Linked DNA regions of Mus musculus: region 2 is linked to region 1. Evidence: chromatin contacts called from public promoter capture Hi-C data. All regions are on one chromosome and are shown on one strand. The core of a region is the stretch at or near the end of the contact, and the rest is flanking DNA. Distances in the headings are between cores, read along the strand shown.

The links. Promoter capture Hi-C pulls out the DNA fragments that hold promoters and counts their contacts.
Region 2: a promoter capture Hi-C map of pre-B cells shows a contact between it and region 1, with 2.7 times the contacts expected there. The contact joins two enhancer-like sites. A contact is called at or near these places in 2 of 39 promoter capture datasets (liver and pre-B cells).

The regions. Positions count from the first base shown.
Region 1 is chr14:57,746,589-57,754,023 of GRCm38.p6, forward strand. It overlaps Gm52140, which reads left to right. Exons shown (of 3, transcript XM_030248241.1): 3 at 6,830-7,435. Among named protein-coding and RNA genes, the nearest start is that of Lats2, 4.2 kb to the left of the region's middle. Within about 2 kb of position 3,218, at least 18 of the 459 cell types and tissues checked have an H3K27ac peak or open chromatin away from gene starts, as enhancers often do. A contact at or near this core is called in pre-B cells, where this site is marked.
Region 2 is chr14:60,704,889-60,712,323 of GRCm38.p6, forward strand. Spata13 (spermatogenesis associated 13) reads left to right here. Exons shown (of 13, transcript NM_001033272.2): 3 at 1,826-2,191; 4 at 4,537-4,681. Among named protein-coding and RNA genes, the nearest start is that of Gm41165, 24 kb to the left of the region's middle. Within about 2 kb of position 4,448, at least 90 of the 459 cell types and tissues checked have an H3K27ac peak or open chromatin away from gene starts, as enhancers often do. A contact at or near this core is called in pre-B cells, where this site is marked.

The DNA of each region.
Region 1 (7,435 bases), core at 1,968-4,467:
CAGGGACAGACGCTGAGAAATAACAGCGTGGAAGCAAAGTCTTTCGTTTACTATTGGCTGTCTAACGTCACACTCCCCACCAACTTACGATCTGTGGTAAGTGATGGTGGGGACTAATAGTCTTAAAAGTCAACCAGACTTCCTCTTTAATTAGCAAACGTGACATTTGAAGTTTCAATTCCGGAAGAAATTCACAAGAGTGAAGATCATTTGTACCAGTTTTTATTTTTGTCCTCGGGAAGGAAGTCGAGCCCCCTCTCCTGTGCCAAATTCAGGCTGTCTTGTCAGAAGAACCCTTGTCAGGACTGTTTTAACTGCCTCAACAGACTTTAGTCCTGGACTGCCCCTCACCACCACCACCCCCACCCCCACCCCCACCCCCACCTCTCTAATTCCCTTAAGGCTTCTTCCAGAGATTCTCATTTCTTTGTCCTTTGAACTTTAATAATTAAGCCTCTTGCAGATTAGCCTCATTTTCTTTAGTCAGCCTGACCCTGTGTGCTACACTGACATCTTGCACCGTGATGAGAAACCAATGCATCAAGTAATATTCTGTAAAAGAGGAGTCTAGCACTCACCTGGGAACTTCCTCCCCCATCTCCCCAAGCGCACTGGCAACCTTCACTGTGTGTTAAAAGTTCCTATCTCTTGCTCTAAGAAATGTTAGGGAAGCCGGTTAGTGATGCACACCTATAATCCCAGCTCTCAGGAAAGCAGGTGATCTCTGAGTTCAAGGTCAATCTGGTTACAGAGAGAATTCCGGGACAACCATGGCTACACAGAGAAACCCGGTAGAGGGGGAAAGTAGGGGTGCAGAGGGAGGGAGGGATGGAGGAAGGGAGAGAGAGACAGAGAGACAGAGACACCAGTGCCAAGGGATCCAATGCCTTGTTCTGTGGGTAAATGCACACACACATGTGCATATGCTTAGCACAGACACACACATAAATAAAAATAAATCTTTTTTTTAAAAGAACAAAAATAACTTTCTTTTTGTCAAACAGTGGTGGCGCATGTCTTTAATCCCAGTACTGAGGAGGCAGAGGCTGGCTGACCTCAGAGTTCGAGGCCAGCCTGGTCTACTGAGTTAATTCTAGGACAGCCAGGGCTACACAGAGAAACCCTGTCCAAAAACAACGAAACAAACAAATAAGCAAGAACTCTTTGCAACAGCACTATTTATAATAGTGAAAAGCCAAGGACAGCTGGACAGCAGGAGCAGAGAGAGAGAAGCTAAGTAAAGAGGCCGGCTTTATTTCTGCCAAAGGACAAATGATTACAGACAGAATTCAGAACCAATGTGGGGTGAACAAAAGCAAACTGCAGAACTGTACATATGTCATGACACCATCTCCATAAATAAACACAGGCTTTGGACTCTGTACTCACCTCTCTTACATACCACAACCATGATAGCCATAGCCCATTTACAACCATGATAGCCATAGCCCATTTACAACCATGATAGCCATAGCCCATTTAGAAGGAATGGAAATTGGACAGAGGAGGGAACACTAATGTTTTAAGTTAATCTACAGTGCTTGCTGCTTTTATTAAAAATCTGAAGGTAAACTGTCAACATTCTTTTTTTTTTTTTTAGATTTATTTATGTGTATGAGTCTTTGGCTTGAATGTAGGTAGGTGCACCACATGTGAGCCAGGTGCCAATGGAACCCAGAAAGGGGCATCGGGTCCCTCAGAACCAGAGTTGGGGGTGGCTGTGAGCCACAAAGGTGATGCTACACTACTTATGCCTTTAATTTTTAAAATGTTTTTAAATACGCGCATCTGAGACTAGAAACAAATTGGAAATAAGTGTCTTAGATAGGGCTTTGATGAGGGAACTGATCGACAGTCGATCAAGTCAGGCATCATGGAGTGTTCCCATAGTCCCAGCACTCAGGAGAGTCAGCAGGAGGATAAGAAGGCTAAGGTTATCTGAAGCTACATAGTGAATTCTAGTCCAGCTTTGAGGCAGTGAGACCCTGTCTTTAAAATAATAATAATTTTTAAAGTATAGTATCTGGTCATAGTGATTCTAGGTGATATTTTTGTCTTATAACTTTTGATATATCAATACATCAATAGTAGGATAGCCACCAACAACAAATATTTTTAAATTAGCAAAATAAGTACATTTGCGTGATGTGTGTAGCTGAGGGGAGAGAGAACACAAGGCCAGGTGAGCACAGCAGCATATTTAGTAAGAAAACCAGCATCTATAGATAGATATGTTATTTGTGTGTGCCGTGTCGTAGCCTAGAGTGATGGTCTAGACGTGCACTTTGTCTCACACAGTCTTCAGAGGAACCATGTTATTAACCCTTTCTGATAGAAGAAGACCTTGAAGTACAGAGAGCCAAGTAATTTGCCCGGGATCAAAGAGCTGAGATTTGAATCTAGGTAGATCTAACTGCAGAGCTTAGGAGCACTGAATTACAAGGCTCTCTTCAGGTAATCGCAAGAAGTCATGATTACAATGTACTTATAAATACAGAAACAAGCCAAATTAACCCCTGTGCATTTATAGTGTTCTTAGCTTGTTGTTCTGTGGCTGAAGATGGAAGCCAGGGCCTCGCAGGTACTAGCTAGGCAGGCACTGTGCCACTAAGCTGTCCCCCAGCTGTGACTGAAAGAAGAAATGTCTACAGAGGGAAGAAAAGAGGCACACAAGAGCCCTGTCTCTTAGTTTCAGCCAAAGCAGAGACAGCTGTCATAGACCTTGCTAGCACTGGGAGTCAATTCTCCAGTGAGGCTCCTGAAGTAAAGATAGGATAGTCTAGGGGTCCACCCAAAGAGAATGTCCACCAAGACTGACACCTTGCTCATGTTTCTGAGTACAGAAATCCTGATTATTGACTTAGTCTCCTTCAAGGCGTGGGTGTCTGGAGAGCAGGGGCTGGTCTTCAGGCACATTCTTGTTTCCTTATTTGTCACCAGTGTGATGGAGACTCATCGGATCTGTCTCCCTGCAAAGCTTTCTTTCTAGACAGTCATGAGAATGTAGAGCAGGATCAGATGGCAGAAGGCCTGGATGCCTGGGAAGAGGCACGCCACACTGACCCATCTCATTAGCAGTTGGTTTTCCCCCATATGTTTTGTCTCTCATTAACCAGGCTACAGCTTCCTGCACAACAGGAAACTATAAAGAACCTCCTAACTGACAAGCACATCAAATATACTTTAAAGCCATCTTTACTGTGTCAAATATCAAAGTTTAAGCATGAACCATTTCTGCTCAAGTGTGGTGGTGCAAACCCACCAATCTCAGCACTCAGGATGCTGGTGTGGGGAGATTGAGAGTCCTAGGCCAGCTTAGACTATATCAAGAGACCTGTATAAATGCACGAATGGAATATTATCTATATCTGAGTCAGCTCCAGGGAACTCCTTCTCTATTGATCGTTGGCTACTGTAGCTCAAAGCTTTGGGACTTAACCATATCACCTTTGCTAGTTAGCCAATATGTTTCCATGATGCCTTGAGCTCATTTTTAAAACTTTAAAAATTTATTTTATTTTGTTTTTTTCTGGTCAAAGTTTCTCTGTGTAGCCCTAGCAGTCCTGAAACTTACTCTGTAGACCAAGCTGACCTCAAACTCAGAAAGAGTCACCTGCCTCTGCCTCCCCAGTGCGTGGGCTAAAGGTATGTGCCACCATACCCAGCTTATTTATTTTTATTCTATATGTATGGGTGTTTTACCTGCAAGTATGTCTATGTACCATGTGCATGCAGTGCCCAAAGAGGCTGAAGAGGGACAACAGATCCCCTGGGGCTGGAGTTAGCGATGGTTATAAACCAATGACATCTAAAATAGGCCAGCCTTCAAGCTGCAGAATTTGACTCTTAACCCCAATGACAACAGGAAGTATTTATAGGGCACTCTATCTGCAGAGAGTTACTTGGTGGATAGAGGACCCTCCCCATGGTTTGACAAACAGAAGAAAGTAGAGGAGAAATGGGAAACATTTTCGCTCTTCCGTTGGCTTTTCCTCCGCCTCCGTTGTCTTCAGTTAGGCAATGGGCTCCTTTTCTTCTCTCCTATTAAGTCTGGCTGTCGGTGTGGTGGCTTAGGCCAGTAACCCCAACACACGGGACAGAAAAGCAAGAGGCACTGGATTCAAGGTCATCCTCTGCCTCATAGCAAGTAAGCAAAAAAGGGCTGGTGTACGCCTTAGCAGGCAAGGGGCTAACAGCAAGCCTGGTAACCCGAGTTCATTCCTGGGATCTGCATGGTGGATAGAGAGAACTGACTGCAGTGTTGGGCACACACAGAGACAGACAGACAGACAGACAGACAGACGACAGACAAATGTGAAAAGAATTTTTTTTTAGAAAAGCCTAAACAGGGCTGCAGAGATGTCTCAGCAGTTAAGAACACTGGCTGCTCTTCCAGAGGTCTTGAGTTCAATTCCCAGCAACCACATGGTGGCTCACAACCATCTATAATGGGATCTGATGCCCACTTGCTAAAGTGTACTCATATACATAAATAATTCTTAAAAAGAATTTTAAAATGTGATGGTTTGTACATGCTTGGCCCAGGGAATGTCACTATTAGAAGGTGTGGCTCTGTTGGAGTAGGTGTGTCACTGTGGGTGTGGGCTTTAAGGCCCTTATCCTAGCTGCCTGAAGGCAGTTTTATGGTAGCAGCCTTCAAATGAAGATGTAGAATTCTCAGCTTCTACTGTACCATGCCTGCCTGGACACTGCCATGCTCCCACCTTGATGATAATGGACTGAATGTCTGAACCTGTAAGCCAGCCCCAATTAAATGTTGTCCCTATAAGAGTTGTCTTGGTCATAGTGTCTGTTCTTAGCAGTAAAACCCTAAGACAAAAATTAAAGAAAAGCCAATTAGGATGGGCAGTGGTGGCGCATGCCTTTAACCCCAGCACTTGGGAGGCAGAGGCAGGCAGATTTCTGAGTTCAAGGCCAGCCTGGTCTACAGAGTGAGTTCCAGGACAGCCAGAGCTACACAGAGAAACCCTGTCTCAAAAAAAAAAAAAAGAAAGAAAGAAAGAAAGGAAGGAAGGAAGGAAGGAAGAAAGGAAAGGAAAGGAAAGGAAAGGAAAAGAAAAGAAAAGAAAAGAAAAGAAATAAAAAGAGAAGCCAATTAGCATCTTAATCCAGGGCCTTTTAAGCACTGTCCCGCTGAGGCCCTTAGCCACATTTAAGTTGTTTTTTTTTTCTCAGCAATCAAATAGTTTGGATATCAGGGCTAAATCCCTAGGATATCAGCTCTCACACTTGCCTTGTAGTTTTAAAGTGTGAACTCTTCCTTGATTTTAAATAATTTGTAATAGCTCTACTTCTAGCTATTACAGAGAGAGACTGCCCTAGAAAATGCACACAAGCTTCCTGTGTGTAGTTGGGGCAGCTCAGGACCCAGGACCTCACAGACCTGCTTGTCTGGATGCCTCCAGTCATGCTCAGGTATTTTCATTTTCCAAATAGGCTCTGTGCTTCTCAGACGAGTGATAATATATGAGGTTGCATAAATCAGCCTTGCTCAATGAGCTAAGGCTTGTTCCCAGGAAAGCTCACAGCAGCAATCTCATGAAGATGGAATCACATTCTGATTGAAACGATTCTTTTGACAGTTCGTATTACTAAGAGACAGATTGGTAAGGGAGACAGTCCCCTAACAGATCCGTCCCGCTTTGCACTCCCCTGGTACTGACTGACTTTACATGAGTAGATGCCCTCTCTGGTGTGACAGTTACAGTGTACTCACATACATAAAATAAATAATTCTTAAAAAAAAAAAAACCCAATAGCAACAACAACAAAAATGTAAAACAAGGCTCAAGGGTAGGTACATACCTTTAGAGGCAGGAGGATCTCTGTGAGTTCAAGACCACCTTGGTCTACAGAGTGATTTCCAGGCCAGTGAGGCCGTACCTAAATAATAACAAAAACAAAACCACAAAACAGGCCAGGGAGGTGGCACAGTGGTAAAGAGCAATGGCTGCTCTTCCAGGGAACCTACCCACCTGATGGATGGCTCACAACTGGCTGTAACTCCAGTTCTGGGGGATCTGGTACTAACCTCTGGTCTCTTCAGGCACCAGACACAGAAGAGGTGCACAGACATACATAAGAGAAAACATTGGAAAAAGCAAAAAACAAAAAATGACCAGGCCAGGTTTGGTGGAACATGCCTTTAATCCCAGCACTTGGGAGGCACAGGCAGGTGGTCATTGTGATTTTTGGGCCAGCTTGGCCTGCATAGTGAGCTCCAGGCCAGTTAAGGTTACATAGAAAGATCTAGTCTCAGAAACAAACGACAAAAACATAAAACAATGAAGTAGTATCTCTGGCCCAATCTGGTGTCAAACTTCTGGGCCCAAACAGCTTGTCTCAGTCTCCTGAATACTGGAGCTACTTGCTGGTAGAAGCAGCTGGCTCAGTAAAACCATCTGTTTATTCATTTATTTTTGGGAGGGGATCTCATGTAGGTGAGCCTGAACTCTTCTCCCTCAAACCCCCTTGCCTGTGCTTGCTGGTCTATAGGTGTGTGCTGTGCCACACCTGCTAAAAGTTTTAACGTACTATTTTGTATCACATATTGGTAAACTTTATGAAGAATAAGTCCAAGGCTTTTGTTTTATCACAATCGATTTCTGTAACAAAATAAACACGTCCGAGTCACTTGGGAGGAAGCAGACAACCTAAATCTACCAAAAAGATTTAACTGTATAATTAATCGACTGTAAAGGAACCGGTTCCGTGATCTATTCTTAACTCCGAATGTAAGGAGAACTGTGAATGAGCTGCTGTTTGGGTTGCTCACTGTTACTTTAAGTGGTTTTGCTTTATCTACCAGATACCAGATCAGAAAAAGAAAAATGAAGTGTGTTATCATTAGATGCTCGAAAAACATGGCCAGAAGAAAGCCAGGAGGAGACCGTGATAAGTCGACTCCAGGGCAGAAGTGGAAGCAGGCCTGTGAGGCCCTGGCTGCCAGATTCCGAAGCAAAAGGAAGCAGTTGCTGCAAACTGTATTTGATTATGGATAATGGAAGGCCAAGAAGAGTTGGAACCAGGCGGGGTGAATGCCCCAGAACTAATCCCTTTCCAAAGGACAGAAGTGAGAGAAAGGATCAGAATTTGAAATAAAGCTACTTAGAAAGGGAAAGGGGCTGAAACAAAGTCAGGAGGAAAGTTGGTATTTAAGGCATGCAGAGAATGGACTCTGAAAGAGTAGGCAGGATGTTGGAGCAGCGGGGATATAAACAGACTGGATAGAAGAGATGACATAGCTCTGTGGTTAAGTACCGTCAAATTAAAAGCTAACGAGGCGGTAGTGTATGCCCTAGCTACTCAAGCTGCTAAGGCAAGAAGATTCCTTGAGCACAAAAATTCACACACACACACACACACACACACACACACACACAAAGGTCTGGGTAATGGAGACCCTGAATAAACA
Region 2 (7,435 bases), core at 3,198-5,697, 3.0 Mb after region 1:
ACACGTATGCTATATCTTTTTTTCTTTTGAGTTGTGAGTCTCACTGTGTGACTCAGACCGGCCTTAAACTCTGCTATAATCTTAGTGAACACTCAAACATGCCAGACTGGAAATTAAACAAGCCTTCTTTTTAGGACTCTGTTTTTACTGGCATGAAGTTTCTCTTCCCGGGCCTCCACCATTTAACTTCCTTCTGGCCCAGAATCTCTCCTGGACAGAGTAGGGCCAGACTGCCTCGGATTACTGTGTCATCCTTTGGCCACCTGCCTTTGACAGCCACCCACACTGCCTGCTCTGCTGCCATCTCTGGCTTCCTGTGTAGGCTTTTTCTGCCTACTCAGCGTATCCCAGCACCCTCCCCCAACCTGTGGCTTCATACCCTGTTTGACTTGTGTTTTTAAAAACATGAATAGAGACAAGCCAGATGGTAGCACTTGCCTGTAATCTCAGCACTTGGAGGTCTGGGGCAGGAAGATTGCCTCAAGACAGACAAACAGACACACACACACACAGACAGACACACACATACACACATTATTGGGCTGGGAACTTGAAGTTCAGGCTTGGCGCAGAGTAGCTGTTGTGCCTGATGCTGACAACTATGGCCAGTCTCTGGACCAGCCCAGTCCTTCCTGCGTCCAGATTTTGGGGTCTGTCAAGTAGACGGGTACCTATTTTCCAGGCAGGGCAAGCCCTGAGGATGCTCTGTGGCTGGCTATCTTTGTAGAGTGATGACTGAGTTTACCTGCTAAGGCCTATCCTGCCTATCTTCCTAACAGGAATTTCGGTCACTTGCCTGAGGTTACTCATCCAGCCCCTGGCCCTCACAGGGATGGATATGGAAGTCTGCCTAATTCCAAACTGCATGTTTTCCTGATTGCTTTTGAGACGGTATATGAGCCTGGGTGGGCCTTGTGGCCCACAACTGCTTACACAGGGATGACAGGGAATAGGTTAGAGTTCAGAGCCAGTCTGGGATCCATAGCAAAATTCTGGCCTCCTTCCTCCCACTAAAGATGGAAAACTTATTTGAAGAGTTAGAGGTGGTGGGAGTCTAGCTTGGTGGTAACACTTGGTGGAGTGCTTGCTCAGCACACAGAAGGCGTTAGCTTTGATTCCGGGATCTCTATCAAAAAAGTGTTGCCTCTTTTAGAGTCACAGAATCCACTGTCCTCTTGTCTCTGTCTCCCAAGCACCGAGATTGCTGCATGGACCACCGTGCTCAGCTGAGGGTCATAGAATATGGGATTGTGTAATTTATCCAGTCTGAGAGCCAAGGTTAGCCTTGACTTGTCCAAGCCTACACAGTGTTTGTAGTCTGATAGTTCAGGAACTCTACCTAGCTCAGGGTACTCCCATCAGACTGGCTGTGGTGATGGTGGTGGTCAGGGTGTCCTCAAATGTTGAGCCTCTCAGCCCTGGATATAATCTCATTGTACCTTCTAAGTGTCACTAGCATCCACACTGAAAGAAGATGTAGATCTTGTTACACATTTAACTTATTATATGGTCACTTCTGGCTGCTGTGGCTAACCTCCTGCTCCGAAGCATATTTGGGGAACGTCTACCTTAGTCGTATATTCATTTTTATTATTGTAGACCTGCTGGCATTCTTAATGTCTCACTGTAACTTGTCTTGGTCCCCCAAAGATCTCTGAAACTGCAGAGTTAATTCAGTCTGGAGTAAAGTTCGGCTCATTTAATCCACGGTTGATTGTGTCCTCGCTGTCTATAGCTCTGCAGAGTGGGAGGGGACAGCAGGCATCTGCTCCGTTGTCACACCTGCCTGGATCTCTGAGCTCACTCAGCCTGTTCATTTGCAAAGGTCCTGGTGACTGAGGATGACTGGCCGCAGGGCTCAGCCCTGGAGGAGGAGCAGAATGAGGCGCCTCGAATCTCCAGGAGGAGGTGGGGCTCGGGACGCCGCACCCGGCCACGACCACTGTCTGACTATGGCCAGCTGGCCGGCAGAAGCTTGTCCATTCCTGAAGATGCCATTGCTGCAGACCCTCCAGATGAGGACCACGTGGACAGGATGCACCCAGCAAGTGTGACTACCACCAGCCAGGATCCATGCGCCCCCTCAGGCTCTTGCAGGGGAGGCCGGAGAAGGCGACCTATATCTGTGATTGGAGGGGTCAGCTTCTATGGCAACACCCAGGTAGAGGATGTGGAGAACCTCTTGGTCCAAGTAAGAGCTGGTTTCTTCAACCATGGCCAGCAGAGACGCTCAGCTCCCTGCCTCTGTCCTCCCTGCAGACTAAACTGGACACTGCTTTTCCTTCTGGAGGGGGACATACCTCCTCACTCCTTTTCTTCCTGACTTTGAAACCTACTTGGATCCACACTAACAGTCCGCTCTCTCATCATCTGCTTTCTATTCTCCTTTCCTGGAGCCTCAGCTCACAGCACAGACTTGCCATTAGTCTGAAAAGCCCTGAGACCTGAGCCGGGGGGGCCATAGCCTGGCTTTATCTGGTTTACTTCCTGAGGGGAGTGATTTTCGAAAGACTTAAGTGGTCCGTTATTAGAATGCAAACATAGGAACAAAGTAAAGATGAAAGAGAAGGGACTGGGGTGGGGGGTTGGCGGGGTGGATGTAGCTCAGTGATAGCATTTGTCTTCATGCAGGAAGACCTGTGTTCCTCCCATCCATCCCCCAAAACAAAGCAGAGGACCATGAGAGGAGAACTAACTTCTCTGTCTTCTAAAATCACGTCTGTCCCCAGTGATTAATCACCAACCATTCCTAGAACGGACCCAGGCTCGGAACATCCTGGGCGAGCTCTCTACCATAAAGCAACACCACCTTGCCTTGTTCTGCTTTTGGGTTGCAGGTTAGACCATCAACACCATTGGCCCCCAGCACATCTGGCAAGGATTTCTTAAGTGCCTAGTGAGCACTTTAAGGTTATGGAATATTCATGTAAAGGCTCTATCTTGGTGAAAGTCAAACTTCTTTGCTTAGCTGTGCCAACTAACTCATGAGCATACTCATACGGTCATGGAATAGTTTATATAATAACTTATATGCTCAGTTTCATATTGAAAACCTGCGAGGTGCTTTCTTAAATTACCTGTAAAATTCTCTGGGGCGGGGGTGGGGGGAGAAATTCTATATTGGGCTTGGGCTGTGTGTTAAAGTTTTTCCTGCCAAGCTCAGCACAATGTCCTGCTTGTAGCAAACACTCTAAAACCCTTGCTTAAGTCAGTTGAGTTGAATTCTTCAAGTAAAGTTATAAGGCCAGTGTGGTGGCACACAGCTGTGACCCCAGCTCTTGTGAGAAGGAAGTGGGGGGGGGGGTGAGGAATTCAAGTCCGTTCAGCCAAGGGAGACTATTGTGGGTTATGAGACCATGCCTCAGAGACAAGCAAAAGACACAAGCAAAAGTGAAGTTAAAGATATGACAAGGTCTTTAAGATCCTTTTGTTTTCAGGTGCTCCACTTGTTGGGAAATATTTCTAACTAAACTAAAGCAAACTGTAATGTATCTAAATGCAAGGCACAGTTGAGGCAAGGATAGTCAGAGATACTTAGAACACACTTTGTTTCGGATCGTCAAAATAGTATTGTGCCCCAGACATGGTGCTTGTGCCTATAATTCTAGAATTCAGGATGCTGAGGCAGAGAACTTGGGGGATTGAGGCCAGCCTGGTCTACAAAGTGAGACCCTAGTATACACCCTAAAAAGCCCAGGAGGGGAGACAGCTCATTAGTAGGGGAGACAGTTCTTATTCCTCTTATAGAACACCCATATGAAGCAGCTCACTTACACCTTTAACTGCAGTACAAAGGGATCAGACACCCTCTTTGGGCCTCTGCAGGTACCCACTCATATGTCTGTCTGTCTCTGTCTCTCTGTCTCTCTCTCCCCCTCTCTCTCATACACCCAAACTATGTAAGATAAAAAACAATTTTAGTGAATTATTTATTTTAACTTTATGAGCATTGGTGTTTTGCTTGCATGTATGCCAGTGTGAGGGTGTCAGATCCCCTGGGACTGGAGTTACAAATAGTTGTGAGCTGCCATGTAGGTGCTAGGAATTAAATCCAGGTCCTCTGGTAGAACAGCTAGCACTCTTAATCCTGAGCCTCCTCTCCAGCCTCCTAAATAAGTTCTTTTTAAATAAAAGCTGTCACTGGAGATCTGTGACCATGCCTGTGTGCTGTGGTCCTGCCCTTGCATCCTCGGATGCTGCTATGGTCACCGTGCTTTCCTAACTGTCGCTCACAGCTCTGCTGCTGCCTCAGCCTTCCTCTCCCTCAGAGGCCTCTCTTTCTCTCCCTGTTCCCCACCGGCATGTCTCTCACAAGTAGGAAGAAGTGTGACAGAGCCAGCTTTGAAGCTGCCTGTTGGAACTTTAGAACAGCCTATTGCTACAGAGCTTGGTGCAGCATACAGCTGCTGGCGGGGGTTTGAAGAAGACACTCCACATCTGCCAGTGGCTTCAAGGCGAGAACACAGAACTGTTTTGTGGCTCGCAGGAGCTGAGACTTCCTGGCACCTTCTCACAGCTTCTCACTTCCTTTCACAGCCAGCAGCCAGGCCTCCTGTGCCTGCACACCAAGTTCCACCCTACAAGGCTGTGTCTGCCCGCCTCCGGCCCTTCACCTTCTCTCAGAGCACTCCCATCGGGCTGGACCGCGTGGGGCGGCGACGGCAGATGAAAACATCCAATGGTGAGTCTTGGGGCTTCCTGGAATCTTTTGTCTGGGACCAGGGAGCCTGAGGCACCAAGGGATTCTGCACTTTTCCCATCTTGTGGCCAGGGCAGTGTGGAAGTTATTATCTGGGTTACTCAGGATTTCAAACTCCTGTCAAGTCTGCATGTCTCTTGAGTTGCTGCAGAGCCATGCCAGGGTAAACCGATGACCAGGCTAGAGACCTAAGGTTCTGGTGTGGAGGGTAGTTTTTTGGTTTTTTGAGGATGCAGGAATGGGGAGCTGAACCTCGCCTGGCTTCTGCCAGCCTCAGGGCTCCCTGGCTGGCCCATGCAGCCTGTCTCCACCTGCACACTCTGTGACATTCGCCCTGTTGCAAATGTGCCTTCTTTTGTAAGGACATCCGTCTCAAGTGGGCCCCTTCCCCACCCCAAGGCCCTCATCCTAACTCGCCACCTGCAAAGACCGTGTTTCCATCTAGGTCACAATTAGGGGTCTGGAGCAGGGATGCCACCATCATTTGGGGGTTCAGGTCAATCAAAAGTGCTTTAGCGAATTGTCCCGATGTCTATCATGCCTGCATGTGCTCAGATACCAACAAGGATCAGAAAGGCATGGAAAACACTAGGTTATGAGGAACAGAGGGGGTCTCTCCTCAGCCTTCACATACAGCCAAGAAGCCTGTTTCATGGTCTATGTGACTTTTTTTTTTTAATTTATAAAGAAAAACAGAGACAAACCTCTTAGGGTTCTTTGTTTGAAAACAGTAAAACTAACTGACTAGTTTAAGAAAAAAGGGTGTTGGGGTGCATTCATTTGGTGGGGTGCTGGCCCAGCACTCACAAAGCCCTGAGCTTAAACCCTAATGTAAAACGGCGCAGAGTGGAACATGCCGGGAGTCTCAGTACTTGGGAGATGGAAGCAGGAAAACCAGAAGTTCAGGGTCCTCCTCAGTTACAAGTGTGGGGCTAACTTGGGCTACGTGAGACTCTGAATTGAAAGGAAAAAGAAAAGATGGCGTGGTGGTACACGCCTTTAACCCCAACACTTAGACAGATCTTTGAGTTTATGGCCGGTCTGATCTATAGAGCTAGTTCTAGAACAGCCGGGGCTATACAGAAAAGCCTCATCTAGAAAAACCATAGAGGGAGAGAGGGAGAGGGAGAAAAAAAGGGGGGAATGAATTAGGAAGGTGTTGGGTGCTCCCATATAAAACATTGAGGATAATACGATAGCTCCTGGTAGTCACAGAAGGTTGGGCATGGTTCCACCAGGAGAAGGGGAAAGGCTAGCCTGCCCTACTCTACTCTCCAGTTGTACTTGCAAGAGTCAGGATCCCAGGAGGGAATCTCCAGCCACTTGAGCCCAGTGGCCTGTTCATGGTGTAGGTGGTGGGGCAAGGTCAAGGTCTGGGAGTCCGTTTGTGGGCTCCGCATTTGGACAGGGGTTTAGCCCCCTGCCGTCAGTGTTAGTACAGGAGAAGGGTAGGCCTCGCTCCCAGAGGTGACACCCAGAGGTGACAGAGCTCCTCCATCCCTTAAAGCTCTGTGAGAGGGGAATGATTGGCAGGGAACTGTTGGCTAGGACAGGGGCATCGTGAAGGAGAAGACAGCAAGGTGGGGTATGCCCATGGCCAAACCTACACTGCTATACCTATACCATTTACACAGTTAATCCACTGGAAATAGTGAGAAGAGTTATATCTTCAATGAATATGCCCAGACTCCTCTCCGTTGAGCATGAACCCAGGGTCTCACATGCTCCGTGTTCCAGCTCCACCCTTTTCATGACCTACGCACTAGACTTGAGCAAGTGTGCACATGCTGTTTACATTGTACAAGTTTTGTGAGTCATCTAGAGATGATTGCGAGTATTCAGGAGAATGTATATGTTATATGCTAAGGCAACTATTTTAAGTAAAGGGGCTTGAGTATCCACAGAGGAGCTTGTCATCCAAAGGACCCTCGGATACAGAGGGGTACTGTACACTCCAGCATTTGAATGGCTTCCTGGTAGGATTCCCTAAGTCACTAGTGCTCGCAAGAAAATGAGGAGGGGTGGGGGAGGACAGGAAGGGGCAGGAGTGACCCTGAGTAGTCACCAGAACCTGGGTGATGAGGAAGAGTGAGTGAGGTCCCCTGGAGCAGCAGCAGATGTTCCACCAAGGTTAGCAAGGAGATCAGAGTGACTGTGCTCAGGAGACATGGACAGAAGAGGGCACTGTGGTCAGGGGTAGTAGCTAAATGGAAGGCAACTCATTCCTGAGGACCAGGGCTTCTGAGTACGATGTGGACCCATTGCCAATTGGAAAATGGTGGGTTCAAGTTTGTGCTCCAATTAAAAACAAGACAGAGCTGGATGTGGTAGAACACCCCTTTAATCCCAGCCCTAGGAAGGCAGAGGCAGGTGGATCGGAGCTTGGGGACACCCTGGTGTACAGAGCAAGTTCCAGGACAGCCAGGACAACACAGAGAAATCCTGTCTTGAAAAACAAAAGAAAAGCAAAACCTCTTTGTGTGTGTGTGTGTGTGTGTGTGTGTGTGTGTGTGTGTGTTGAGCGTCTGAGGGCACAGATATGTCATAGGATGTCTAGGGCGGTGGCTCCTGATTTGTGCTTTGGAAGGGAGAATGGCCTATGTATGTGGTGGTGCAATGTCTGTAATCTCAGGAGGCCAAGTTAGCCAAATTAGCTTGGGCCTCACTGTGATTTCCAGGTTCGCCTGAAAATCCTAAAGATGAATAAAAAAGATTAAAATCAGAGAGAACGAAGGA